Regions from separate parts of the Mus musculus genome. Here regions 2 and 3 are each linked to region 1. A link is a contact called in public promoter capture Hi-C data. All regions are on one chromosome and are shown on one strand. The core of a region is the stretch at or near the end of the contact, and the rest is flanking DNA. Distances in the headings are between cores, read along the strand shown. Region 1 holds the start of Rbms2 (RNA binding motif, single stranded interacting protein 2). Region 2 holds the start of Rdh19 (retinol dehydrogenase 19). Region 3 holds the start of Myo1a (myosin IA).

The links. Promoter capture Hi-C pulls out the DNA fragments that hold promoters and counts their contacts.
Region 2: a promoter capture Hi-C map of liver shows a contact between it and region 1, with 4 times the contacts expected there. The contact joins the promoter of Rdh19 here to the promoter of Rbms2 in region 1. A contact is called at or near these places in 3 of 39 promoter capture datasets (hippocampal neurons and liver).
Region 3: a promoter capture Hi-C map of stem cell-derived epiblast-like cells shows a contact between it and region 1, with 4 times the contacts expected there. The contact joins the promoter of Myo1a here to the promoter of Rbms2 in region 1. A contact is called at or near these places in 11 of 39 promoter capture datasets (the 3T3-L1 cell line, cranial neural crest, embryonic stem cells and 6 more) and 1 of 15 datasets of contacts at CTCF or cohesin (large pre-B cells).

Annotation. Positions count from the first base shown.
Region 1 is chr10:128,174,971-128,179,668 of GRCm38.p6, reverse strand. Rbms2 (RNA binding motif, single stranded interacting protein 2) reads left to right here and starts at 3,101. Exons shown (of 13, transcript NM_019711.2): 1 at 3,101-3,319. The coding sequence starts at 3,254.
Region 2 is chr10:127,847,737-127,852,337 of GRCm38.p6, reverse strand. It overlaps Rdh19 (retinol dehydrogenase 19), which reads right to left and starts at 2,410. Exons shown (of 4, transcript NM_147222.2): 1 at 2,005-2,410. The coding sequence starts at 2,317.
Region 3 is chr10:127,702,692-127,706,953 of GRCm38.p6, reverse strand. Myo1a (myosin IA) reads right to left here and starts at 1,698. Exons shown (of 27, transcript NM_001081219.2): 1 at 1,585-1,698; 2 at 1,373-1,488; 3 at 1,036-1,130; 4 at 30-134. The coding sequence starts at 1,698.

The sequences.
Region 1 (4,698 bases), core at 1,852-4,351:
AGGAGTTCAGGGTTTGTTTTTTTTTTTTTTCTTGGTTAGGTGGAAATCAATGCCAGCCAGCCAGCCAGCCGGGGCTACATGAGACCCTGTTTGAAAAAAAAAAAAAAACGTACCAAACAAGACTGGAGAGTTGATTTAGTGGTTAAGAGCTATGAGGACCCAGACTTTATTCTTAGCACCCACACGGTAGCTCACCAGCATCTGTGACTCCAGTTTTAGGGAGTCTGATGCCCACTTCAGACTTCTTACCCGTGTTCCTACACAGAGAAACCCTGTCTTGGAAAAACCAAATAAATAAATATAATTTTTTAAAAAAGGTTTCAGACATGTGAAGTAGTTAGCTCTTACCACCAGGAACACATGTGGCACACAATACTCATAAACGGTTAAACACATTAACTGTTAAAAAAGAGGATGAAGTATATGCTGGAAGTGTGGGACTGTGTCTCTTTGGCAGACTGCTTGATCCTCTAGCACACTCAAACAACATAGCCAAACCTAAACCAACCAAACAAAACGGGGGGGGGGGGGGGGCGATCGTTCATGTATGTCCAGTAATAGCACACTAAGGAGACAGGGAGATGCGGAGTTTGAAGTCAGTGAGCACTACAGAGTGAGACCCTATCTTACATCAACAAGTAATTAAATTAATCATAAAGTTAAGTAAGATAGCTCTCACATGGGCTGAAGGCTTGGCTTAGTGCTTGGGAGAGTGCGTGCTTAGCATGCTGAATTCCCGAGATCACCAAAAATAAATAAGTAAATAAATAATAACAAAATGTAAAGCTTCCACTTGTTCAAAAGCACCGAGGTGCGAGGTGCGTGGACTTGGTCTCGGGATGATGCCTTCGCGCTGGGAACGGTCACCCCAGACAGAACGGAACAAGGGCTCTGAAGTTATTGCCATTGTATATTTAATTTGTATATGCTTTTAACATACTCACTTTTGTCCTCTTTTATTACATTTAAAATGTGTGTGTGTATGTGTGTGTGTGTTGGTGAGTGTATACTATAGCACATACGGTGGTCAGAGGACAAATTTCAGGAGTAGGTTCTTCTCCCTTGTACCCCGTGGGTCCCAGGAATTAATCCAGATCTTTCAGCACCTTTACCTGCTGAACTATCATGTGAAAAAAAGTATAGCCTAGGCTGGCCTTTTCCCTCAAGCTCTGCAGTGGATCCTACGGTCACTGGTCACTCTGTGGCCTTGGCTGGCCTCAGGCTTTTGGTGATCTTTCTTCATACATGCTGGAGTTCCAGCTTTAAGCAGTGTATCACCATCCCTAGGCCATGCTTTTTCTTCTTCTTATTATTATTATTTGTTTTTTGAGACAGGGTTTCTCTGTATTATTATTAATTAATTAATTAATTAATTACTTTTTTCTCTTTCTTTTAAAAGATTTATTTATTAGAATAAGTTCACTGTAGCTGTCTTCAAACGCACCAGAAGAGGGTATCAGATCTCATTATGGGTGGTTGTGAGCCACCATGTGGTTGCTGGGATTTGAACTCAGTACCTTTGGAAGAGCAGTAGGTGCTCTTACCCACTGAACCATCTCACCAGCCCTATTAATTTTAAGATACTTTTTTTTTAAAGATTTATTTATTTATTTATTTATTTATTTATTATATGTAAGTACACTGTAGCTGTCTTCAGACACTCCAGAAGAGGGCGTCAGATTTCATTACGGATGGTTGTGAGCCACCATGTGGTTGCTGGGATTTGAACTCGGGACCTTCGGAAAAGCAGTTGGCACTCTTAACCACTGAGCCATCTCGCCAGCTCCAAGATACTTTTTTTTTAATGTTAAAAAAATTAGCTTGGCAGTGGGGGTGCACACCTTTGATCCCAGCATTTGGGAGGCAGGGGTAGGCAGATATCCAGGCCAGCCTGGTCTACAGAGTGAGTTCCAGAACATTCAGGGCTACACAGAGAAACCCTGTCTCAAAAAATAAAAAATAAAACATTGTGTGTGTATGTGTGTCTCTGTGTGTGTTTTGTGTACTTATGTATGTGTATATACGTATGCATGTGTATATGATGGGGGGGGGGAGTGGGAGAGGGAGAGAGAGCACACATGTGTGAGCATGCTGGTATCCATGGAAGCTAGTGGCCATAGAGGTGACTGTGAGTCACCTCATGTGGATGCTGGGAATCAGCTGTGCTCTCCTGGAGTAGCAGCCATGCTCTTAACCCCTGAGCCAGCTCTCCAGACTCCAAAATCTTTCTTACTGCATCAAGATCACCCTAATATAAGCTGGGCCTGGGCGTGGTGGTGCACACCTTTAATCCCAGTACTCGGGAGGCAGAGGCAGGTGGATTTCTGAGTTCGAGGCCAGCCTGGTCTACAAAGTGAGTTCCAGGACTGCCAGGGCTACACAGAGAAACCCTGTCTCAAAAACCAAAAAAAAAAAAAAAAAAAATCACCCTAATATAAACTAGTCTGAGCTCTGAGCTCTCACACACGGTATTGCCATATAGTCTTCTTTCCATGCTCTGGGAGGCAGTCAAGATGGTCCTTTTACACTAAGCTTGATGTCTTTAAATATATATATATATATATATATATACTATTTCATTTATTTCTTTTTGTATGTGCATATGTGGGCATGCCACATTGGGTGCTGGGGTCGGGGGAGAAAAATTTTTGGTAGCTGGTTCTCTCCTTCTACCATGTAGATCTGGGAACTGAGCATAGGCCTGGCAACTTACTAAGACATTTTTCAGGCCAAGTTTGAAATCTTGTAGCTGAGATCTCAGGGAAAGAAAGCTTCAAATCAAAACAAAACAACAACAAAAACCATTGTCTTTTATTAATAATAGGTTAATTGTCTTTTCATAATAATCAGAACTTGTTCATGGAGAAACAGGGTTACATTTGAAAAGGATTAGACCTAAGAATTCTTCTTTCTAGCTTGAACTAAGCCTATGAAAACCAAAACCAAAACAGAACATCCCGGGCATTAGGACCCAGTGGAAGTGGCTCGTTCTGACTTTGGGTTAACTTCTCTCAGTGACGTAAGGAGCAGACCTAGCTCATTCTTCCCCGCAGGCCCCCCCCCCACTCCCTCTCTCTCTCTTGCGTGCTCCTTTTCTCCTCTTTCTCCTCCCCCTCCCTTCTCCCTTCCCTCCCTCTTTCCCTCCCTTCCTCTCTCCCTCTCCTTTCCCCCTCCCCTCCTCCCTCCCTCTTTCTCCCTCCCTTTCCTTCACTCTCTTCTTTCTCTCTCTCAGCTCCGTAACAGTAAAGAAAAAATGCTGCTATCAGTGACTTCCAGGCCTGGGATTTCGACTTTTGGCTATAACAAGAACAACAAGAAGGTAGGAAAAAAGTGCTTTTGGGGAATCAGCTACTTCCTTTCCTAGGGATCCAGGAGCGCCCTTGGTTTTAGAATTCTCCTTTAAGAGGGGAACGAGATTCCTCTGTCCCCCTTCAGCGCCTCTCCTTCCACCGCGTCTTTCCTGCCTTTTTGCACCTGGTTCTGGAGTTAAAGGAATTTAGAGCAGAAGTTTGTGAGGCTGGAGGAGGCAGCGGAATAAAAACAACCAACTTTGCAAGTTTGTATCTTCTGAAACGAAGTTAGTCTGCCTGTCTGCTGCTGCGCCCATGGTCCCGGGGATAGTCTGACAACTCAGACCTTGTCCCTAGGCTCACACCCGGCAAGATTATTTTATCATTTTGGTTAATTGCATCCACCCTTACCCCCACCTCACTTCGCTTTTTACTCAACCCACCAGATAGCAGAAAAATTACAGGTAGTTTGAGAGGTCTCAAGGCTCATCAAGAATTAAGTGTGTGCTTCTAGACGAGAGACCCTACCCCACCCCACCCATCCTGGCAGAGGAATTTGGGGAGATAACATGCTTTGGGATTAAGGCAGAAAGCTCTGTGATTCTTTGGGTCATGCCTTTTGAGAGGATACTTGGAACCCTGCAGATAGCCAGGCTTAGCAAGGATCCCTGGAGTCTTTATGATTAACCCCTGGCTGCCTGAGGAGTTAAGGTATGTTTGAGTGAATGAACAGCCTGGAGAGAGATAGACAGGCTTGCCCACATTTGCCAGAGAGTATCCTTGGCAGTTTCTTGGCATTTTGTGGTATGCAATGCTGGAGGAGGAGCTTTGAGCCATAGCAGGAAGACTTTTTGGTCTCTTTTGAGCATTACAGCTGTTCTTTAAGAAAACACGTGGTGCAGAGATCTATGCTTGTTTGATGGAATGTTGGAGGTGGGGAGAGATTCATATCCTCGTGGACCTGAAAAGACCATTTCAGAGACTCGAATACTAGTATCTCATCAGGGCAGTACTCTGGTGGGTAGTTTATGTGGTTTTCATTCTGTTTATGTGCTTAAGAAAGAAAGCTCTACAGCCAGGTGATGGTGCAAGCCTTTAAATCTAGTACCCAGGAAGCAGAGGCAGTCCAATCTCTAAGTTCAACACCGGCCTGGACTACAAGCAAGTTCCAGGACAGCCAGAGCTACAGAGAGAAACCCTGTGTCAAAAAACAAACAAAAACAAAAAAAGAAATGAAGCTCTATGCATATTTTTGATTACACACATATACAAACATTATATTATATATTTCAATAGGTATTAACTGATGCCCTTCTAATATATATATATGCATATATATATATGTTATATGTGTATATATGTATATATAATTCATTTTATATGTATGTGTGTTTGAAAGGGAACATTC
Region 2 (4,601 bases), core at 1,161-3,660, 330 kb after region 1:
AGAGAGTCTAGGAGACACCAACATTATGAACTAACCAGTACCCCTGAGCTCTTGACTCTAGCTGCATATGTATCAAAAGATGGCCTAGTCGGCCATCACTGGAAAGAGAGGCCCATTGGACTTGCAAACTTTATATGCCCCAGTACAGGGGAACTCCAGGGCCAAAAAGTGGGAATGGGTGGGTAGGGCAGTGGGGGGGGGAGGGTATGGGGGACTTTTGGGATAGCATTGGAAATGTAATTGAGGAAAATACGTAATAAAAAAATTAAAACAAAACAAAACAAAACAAAAACAAAAAAAAGAAAACACCTGGAGCAGAGAAAGACTAAAACTGCAAGTATCTCTATTATTTTGTCTGGAAGTTTGGCAGATTAGTTTAGAGGATTGAAATAGAGTAATTCTGCCCTTTAAGCATGTTAAATAAATAAATAAATAAACAAACAAACAAATAAATAAATAAATAAATAAATAACTTAGACCAGTCTCAGTTATTTGGGAGTTACCTGGCTAAGAAGCAAACTGTAACACAGGGATTAAAAAGGCACTCAGTGAGCCTCATACACAAGAGAGCTAGAATCTCCACAAAATAAACTCTGAAATTTTGGGAGGAAAGGGGAGACTGTTTTTGGTTTTTGGTTTTTTGGTTTTTTTGGCTTTTTTTCATTATGTTTTGTGCTGGCTTCTTTGCTTGTTTCTTGTTGTTTGTCTTTTGTTATTTTCTGTTTGGTTGTTTGTTTATTTATGTTGCTTTTCCTTGGGGGTTTTATTTTCCTTTTGTTTTTCAGACAGAGAGAGAAAGACAGACAGACAGAAAGACAGACAGACAGACAGAAAGAATATGAACTTGTGTGACTGGGACATGGGGACGATCTGGGAGACGTTGGGGAAAGGAAAAACATGATCTAAATGTTTGCATATGTGTATGTATGTATACATATATATATATATACAGATATTAAAATATAACAGATATTTTAATCCTAGGATCACAAAATACACATGCTTGCAGACTTAGAATTGACTAGAAGTTTCACAAGACAGTTCTTAAGACAACAAGTACAAAGAACAAGCTGAGCATGGTGGCCCATGCTGTTAATGCCAACAGGAAGGAGCTGAGCAGCAGGTTCATCAGATGGTATCCAGACCCATTTCTAGAACCCTGCCTCAAACACGCAAGCCAGAAAACCACAAAGGGAATAAATGATACCCAACACAAATGCTAAAATTAGTGGGCCTTGGTTAAGAGCCATTTTTTTTAAAATTCATTGAATGTTATTATTGTAACTAATGCTCTTTAAGTGGTAGAGGTAAAAAATGTTTACATTTTTCAAGTGGAAAGAAAGCACATACGTTAAGCCTACAGGTCAAAGTGTTACTAGTTTTCATACACTGGATAGTAAATCATAAGTAAGACATGTAGCTTGACATGTCTAGAGTTTAGAACAATATCTGTTTCCAACTTGTTTTTATTTAAATTTATCATTTAAATAATAACAAAAATGGTGGAGGGAGAGACAAAGGGAGAAAGAAAATGATAGGAAGTCTTGACTTTGGGCTTAAGCACGGCAATGATTATGGCTCTCCCTGCCATGGTGCACAGGCAGTGCATGAGAACATGTTCCAGAGCTGGGAGAGCAGGTGCACGCTGGCACATGACCTTCACACAGAGACCAGATCCCAGGAGCCCAGGGTTCGCCTCCTTCCTCACTGTCTCTATCCTAGGATTCAGCAGCCAACAATCTGGTCTTTCTACATACAAAGTCAAAGAGGACAGAGAAGAATTTGGACATGAAAACTTCCCAAGGCTCCAGTTGACTAAGAACACACAGCTTGGAGGACTCAGTGTAGAGGTAAGAGGACAGACTGATGTGCTAGAGAGGGGCAGAATCTGCAGTCACACCAACTCTACCCTGACTCCCAGCAGGAATCGTTCCAGGACTACACAGGCCTTCCCTTCACTCAAAGACAGAAAACGAACAGCACAGACAGGAATCTCAGTGGTACCTCTGTTCCCAACACGCTCCTTCACCCACTGAGTGGCTGCCACAATACTCTCTGTCTTGGTGACATCCAGGATCACTGTCTCCAGCCTGTCAGATGTCTTGTTCCTCAGCTCCTCGGCTCCCTTCTCCGTCAGACATGCAGCCAGCACCCTCATGCCTCTCCTGTCCAGCTGTCTGGCCAGCAGGTTCCCAAAGCCAGAGTCACAGCCCGTGATGAAGACATACTTGTCTTGGAGGTGGCTCACCACCTGCCTCTCCCTGAAGAAGCGCAGGAGTGTCCACAGTCCCACCAGTGATACTAGGTAGAGCCACATGGTTTGTAGAAGACAAGCAGAGAGAGAGAGAGAGAGAGAGAGAGAGAGAGAGAGAGAGAGAGAGAGAGAGAGAGAGAGAGACTCTGTGTCAAAATGCGGCTGGCCTCTGCTCACACAGGAAAGTGTAAACATCCAGGACACCACCCTGCTGACATACAGTTCTTTGCATTTTTTATAATTATTAATGCCTTAGATCTCTGGTCTTTGCCCTGCTTTTGAACAGCAGACATATCATGCCCACTGGCTCTCCCTATGTCACTGCCAAGGAAAAGACTACTGACTGTTGAATAACATAGGTCTATTCTCTTATGATCTTTGTTTCCTGGACTCATGTGAGAATACATGTATGTGTGCCATTACATATGACTCATGGTCCAGTCCCAGACTCAGCTTGTGTCTCTGTAATTTGCGCTCTGGGGCCACAATCTAGGAGGTTGTGAACATAATGAGAAACTATTAGTAACCTATTCTTGGATGCAGGATAACTTATAGGAGAGGACAGGGAAAGCTGGTGTCCTCCTAATACAGCAGCTCCTGAGAAGGTATAAGAGCCATCCCAAACATGGAAGGCTGACATCAAAGGTACACTAGGTGATAGGGCTGGGACCGCAGACACATCAGGACTCCCAGAGTAGGTATGGAGAAGGAAATGACTTTATCCTCTCAATTGACCCTTCTTCTGGCTGCCTGGATTCAAGCAGACATGAGCACAGAGTTCTTGAGATGTGACTTCCATGGCTGCCCCTGACTCACCTGAGCCAGGGTGTCTTTCTTTATTTCCCAGCAAGCCTTGCTCAGAAACTCTAGAGTAGTGTGTGGAGCTTTCCATATGGCTCCTGGTCTGGGGAATGCCTGACTAACCCTCTGATTCTAGCTCAAAATAAACCTGGTGTCTCCTTCAGGAATGATGTCATGATTCCCTTACCTGGCACTTCCACAACTTTCTGTGCCAACCAGTAAGGAATCAGACTGTCCTTGTGCTCGTAAGAACCATGGTTCTATCAGGAAGTGCCCCAATACAGGTTAGATTACACCTGTGCACTAAGGCCTGGATCTTGGTTATCTGTGAATCTGGAGCTGGGCCACTCTCCCTCCAAGGTGGTAGCTTCCCCTGGATCTGCTCTGCATTTGCCCTGCTCTTCCCTCTCACCGTTCCTGATTGTGTTTGACTTAGTGATGGTAATCCTCATCCTCCTGGCTCCAATCCTGTCCCTCCTCCTACTTCTGCAGAAGGTACTATACTAGGATATTCTTCATGTAGTTGTTAGCACCCAACAGGTCCTCAGAACCCTAGCACTGAATTGCATCTTGTAAAATGTAGTGCTGGCTTTTCTTGACTAAAGTACATGCAGATATTATTTCTCTTAGTTCTAGTATCCCTTCAACAGTGAGTTCTCTAGAGCATTCCTTCTATGGTCATTTCCCAATGCTCTCTCCTACAGTTCTTTCCATGTCAACCCTGACAGAAATGCGCACTCTTGTTGGACTAAGATCTTCTAGAACACAGCAGGATCTAGATCCAGCCCTGGAATTTCTGGATAAAGTCAGAGAGAATAAGAAAGTGGATGTGACTCTGTTGAAGAAGTCACAGGGCTGAAGAGAAAGCCTCAAAGACACCTCCCTGATTCATTGGAGGTTCCCTCAGTCCATCCATCCCTCCTGAGATTATCACACTGGGCAAATGACAGTGCCCAGTTGTTCCTCTTCCCTGTCCTGGGGAGGGTGAGCTGGACCCATTCCAGGTCAGACCCTGTGAATATTTAACAAGACAGCCCTTCTGCCCGCTGGGCTGCTCTGATCTGCTGAGGTAGATTGGAACAGAACTATCTACTGGGATCAGGAGTCCAGTTCAGTCAAGTGGGGAAGCACTTTCTCCCCAAAGGCAGTGTACCCCACCCAACCCACCCTTTCTTTTTCATGCAAAGGGGGGAGAGGTAGAGCCTAGAGTTGGTGCTGCGAAGGTGGAAACAGGCCCACTGTCAAGCCTGTTTCCCAACTTGACCACGTGCTGCCCCTACTCAGCTGTAGTTGGGAATCAGAAATGATAGACTATTGTGTTATAATGGCTGAGGATCTCGAACTGGAGGCATGGGAATTGAGTGAGACATACTCTTTTGGCAGCTGAAGTCCTTCTGTGTTCCTCTGAGTACACTGGCTTCTCCCAACAAAGAAACCTGAGTGAGGAGGAATGGGGGTTCCTCCAGAAATGCTGCAGGTAGCCTGGGAGCACCTTACAGGGCACTTCCTGCTAATTACACATGGTTCTGTCTCATCATGATGCTCT
Region 3 (4,262 bases), core at 449-2,948, 470 kb after region 1:
GATAAAGAGAGTAGAGAGTAGCGGCTCACCTTCCAGCACTGGGTTTGACTGAAGCAGCTGCTCCTTCACAGAGTTCACCTGCTCTCCTTTCCCACAGACAGCAGCCACGTAGGACATCACTAGCTTACTCGCCTCTGTGCAGGAGAAACTCTGAGTGAGTCAGGACACTCCCCCTCCCCCTCCCCCTCCCACCGTTAACTATCAGAGTCCTTGACCAGGACACAACCGCTTCTACCTCCTTAACTATCACAGAGTCCCCAGCCAGGGCACGCTCACTCCCATCCCATTTAGCTCTGACACCACATCACTAACAGTAAGAAAAACAGGGACTGGGCTGGAGTGGTTAAGAACACTTGCTGCTCTGTGTGTGTGCACGCAAATGTATGTGTGTGAGTGTGCGTGTGCGTGTGCACTTGGTTTTTGGAGATGTTGTCTCTGGGTAGCCCTGGCTGTCCTGGGACTTGCTCTGTAGACCAGCCTGGCCTCAAACTCAGAGATCCTCCTGCTGCTGCCTCCTGAGTGCTGGGACTGAGGGCATGCACAAATAGAGTGCTGGGACTGAGGGCATGCACAAATAGAGTGCTGGGACTGAGGGCATGCACAAATAGAGTGCTGGGACTGAGGGCATGCACAAATAGAGTGCTGGGACTGAGGGCATGCACAAATAGAGTGCTGGGACTGAGGGCATGCACAAATACTGCCATGTGTTACTTGAGGCTCTTGTAGAAGACCTAGGTTCAGTTCCCAGCACCCACATTGGGTGGCTCAAAACCACCTGCAACTCCAGTTCCAGAGGATCTGACAGCCTCTTTTGCCTTCTGCAGGTACCCGCATGTCTGTGGTGCAAATATATACACACACTCAGTCATATACATATAGACAGAAAAAATGTAAAAATCCTAAAAAAGAAAATAAGGAAGAAAAACCAGAGAGGAAGTAATGGGGACAGAGGACAGGGACAGGCCTGGCTTGGAGAGATAAGGAGGTGACTCCAGACACCATCTCTGGTCTCTCCCAAGCCTTGAGCCTCCTCACCAGTCTTGCCAGCTCCACTCTCGCCTGTGATGAGGATACACTGGTCCCGGTCCCGATCCTTCAGTGACTGGTAGGCCACATTTGCCAAAGCATAGCTTGTGGGAAGGAAGTGGTCAGTGGTCAATGTGAGGCCAGCCCAAGGGCATCATCTTCCAATCCTTAGCGCTGGGTTCATCCACCCTCCCCGTGTGATCCAGATCAGACAAGAACTGAGTCTAGGAAGGATTCTCAGGGGAAGAGGGATGCTGGAGGAGCTCCTTTGGGGAAAGACCGGGGAGGGGGAGAGGAGGATGCTTCATGGACATTTGTCAGCCCTCCTCTGGTTCCCTTTACTCACATGTGAGGCTTCAGCTCATAGAAAGTATAGTCCCGGTATTTGGCAATGAACTCTGGTCCATAGATGGGAAGCTGCTCGTAGGGGTTCATTGAGATCACCACATTCCCAATGTATGTCTGGGGTCAGAAGGAGGGTGAGACAGATGAGCCTGGCAGGAGGAATACTGGAACCCCCTGGGTACCCCCACAGCCTGGCTCCCATGGCAAGCTCACATAAATCTCTTTGTTTTCATAACGGAGTTGGAGGTTCTTGATCAGAGACTCCTCATCTAGGGGCTCCAGGAGGATGAGGTCTTCCACCCCCACGGGACCTTCCAGGAGAGGCATGCCAAGAGGCTAGAGGGTCCTAGGAGTGAACACTGTAAATTGCTGCTGATGGCTCAGCTTAAGAGTTAAGTCATGGTGGGAGGGCAAGGAGGCATAAGGGCCTACAGGAGAGCCCTCTGACTAGAAGGGTCTCTGGACCAACCTGGCCATCCAGGGAGGTGGAGGAACCCGGGGTAGAGGGTGAGATGGGCATCAGATAGGACTACCTCTGTCTGCCCACCTGAGGGGAAGGGGAGCAGAATTGTGCTTAAAGGAGAAAGCTGGAAGAAGGGTGAGCCAAGCTTTGTTCTGCAGCCAGGTATTCAAGGTGCTCTCCCTCCTCCCTCCTGAGGGGGGCGCTCTCTCTGGCCCCTTGCTCCAGTGCTTATATCCAACCCCTGTCTCAGTCACCTAATCCCTCTACAATTCCCATCTCCAAGAGGTCTCTCTTTCTTGCCATTACCACAGTGACTTCATTTTTAGATGTTGGATAAAGTGATGAGATCAGCAATGTAAACAAAAGGTCAGAGCTGCCCGTGGAAAATGGGAGTGGGTAGGCTTTCTCAACTGTGAGGTCTCTCATTATCTCCCCTGCTTCCGTCTTTAGTTGTAAAATCTTCACAGTTTATACCATACCTATCATCTTCTGGCATGGACTTTGCCCAAAGAGACACACCCCATTTTTTAGTAGCTGGTGGGAGTGGGGAAGGAGAGTGCTCCAGGGAGGACTCTGAGGGTTGGGGGCAGGGAGAGCTGGGCTGGGCCACATGCTGCAAGCATGTGGCAGGTGTTCCTGCAGGAAATAAAAGCTCTCCTCAAGCAGACTGAGTGGGCAGGGCAGCAGAAGTAGTACAATGGTCAGTGCCACTCCCTAGAAGGAGTACAACACATTCCCTCACTCTCTGGCTTCTCTGAACCTAGGGGAAGAACGAGAACAGCATACAGGGCAAGGAAGGCATCCAGGCTTCTTTCTCCTTCATTTTGTTTCCCCAAGCTCCAGTAACTTCCTAAATACCTAGGGCACCACATGAATACTGATGATAGCAGTCTCTAGAAAACACGCAGTGTTCATCACAGGACAGACAGAGCTCTAAACACTGTAACTTGACAGTTATAATAGCCCATGAAGTGGATAGTACTATTAGCCCATATTTCTCAGATTAAAGGCAAGTAGCCATCCGAGGTGGCTTATGCCTGTAATCACAGTATTCAGGAGGCCAAGGCAGGAGGATTGCCATAAGTTTGAGATCAACCTGGGCTGCACAATGAACCACAGACCAGCCTGAAGTACAAAGTAAGATCCAGTCTTTGTCTGTCTCTCCCACCTGCGTGTGCGAGTACACATCACATGCGTGCACACATGAGAGCACACACACACACACACATACACACACACACACAGAGTCTTTGAAGCAACCTGGCAGGGAAGGGTGTGAAGCAGAGGTAGGGTATAGGAACACAGCTTTGAGTTTGAATTGAGAGGAGTACAAGTATGATTATCTGAAGGTGAGAAAGGAAAAAAAGAAACAGATCCCAGAAGGAGCACCCCAAGGTGACAGGGCAGGGCAGGACTTACCCAACAGTAGAAACAAGGGCGTACTTCGGTGCCCCTTGGAGAATGGGGGTGGGGAGCAAGTCCCAGTCTGATGGGAAGGGTATGAGCCACAGATTCCAAAGATGGAGCAGCGGCTTAGTTAGCAGGAGCTGTCCATGGTGTCAAAGATGTCTTCAGTCTGACCTTCCTCTGTGCTGCTCTTCTCCACCCCGGCTCCCTGTGCCACTCAGGCCAGAAGAGGCCAGAGAGATGGCTGCTCAGCACAAAGTCCAGGGCTGTTCCTGCTGAGGGTGTGGCTCCCTTAACCCTTCACAAGCTCCTGAAGCATAGACTCCCTGCATTTAGGGGAAGCCTATCTGCCTGGCTTTGACTGAGGGCTCCAATAGAGAAGAGTCCATGCCCCACTGTTCCAAGTATTTGGAAATAAGAACACAAGGAACGGAACTTGTATCTAAGGAAAAGATTTTCCAAGAAAGAAATAGTCATGGGTGGAAGCAGGCTTGTGCAGGTGTAGGGGTGTGTGTGTGCGTGTGTGTGTGTGTGTGTGTGTGTGTGTGTGTGTGTGTGTGTACACTCAGATCACCTGGAAGGCTAAGTGACAAAATCCCAAACCCCGTCCACTTGCCTCCCCTCGAATGACACATCATCATACCGACCCACACACTGAATTCAGAGGTGTGACTCCTTTCATCTGCCTGGACATCCGTTTCACCGCATGCCAGCCTCCACCCCCCAACCCCGTCCCTGTGAGTTAGGCCACACAGAAGCTCCCTTCAGTCAATAACAGAAGCAGACACCAAACTCATGTGACAGCTGTTCTCTTACTTCCACAGCCGGCACATGAGGGACAATGAGCGAGACACACTTCCTGATCTTCTTAGAAAGACTGCAGCCTACATTCCGAGACTTCTAATTTTAATAATGTCTCAGCAGTAGGACAACAAATAAGACCCCATGATATTTTCTGGGTTTAGCCTAGCAGAAAATGGTTCTGCCAGTCAGGTAAAAGCTTATAAAACCAAATTTCCCA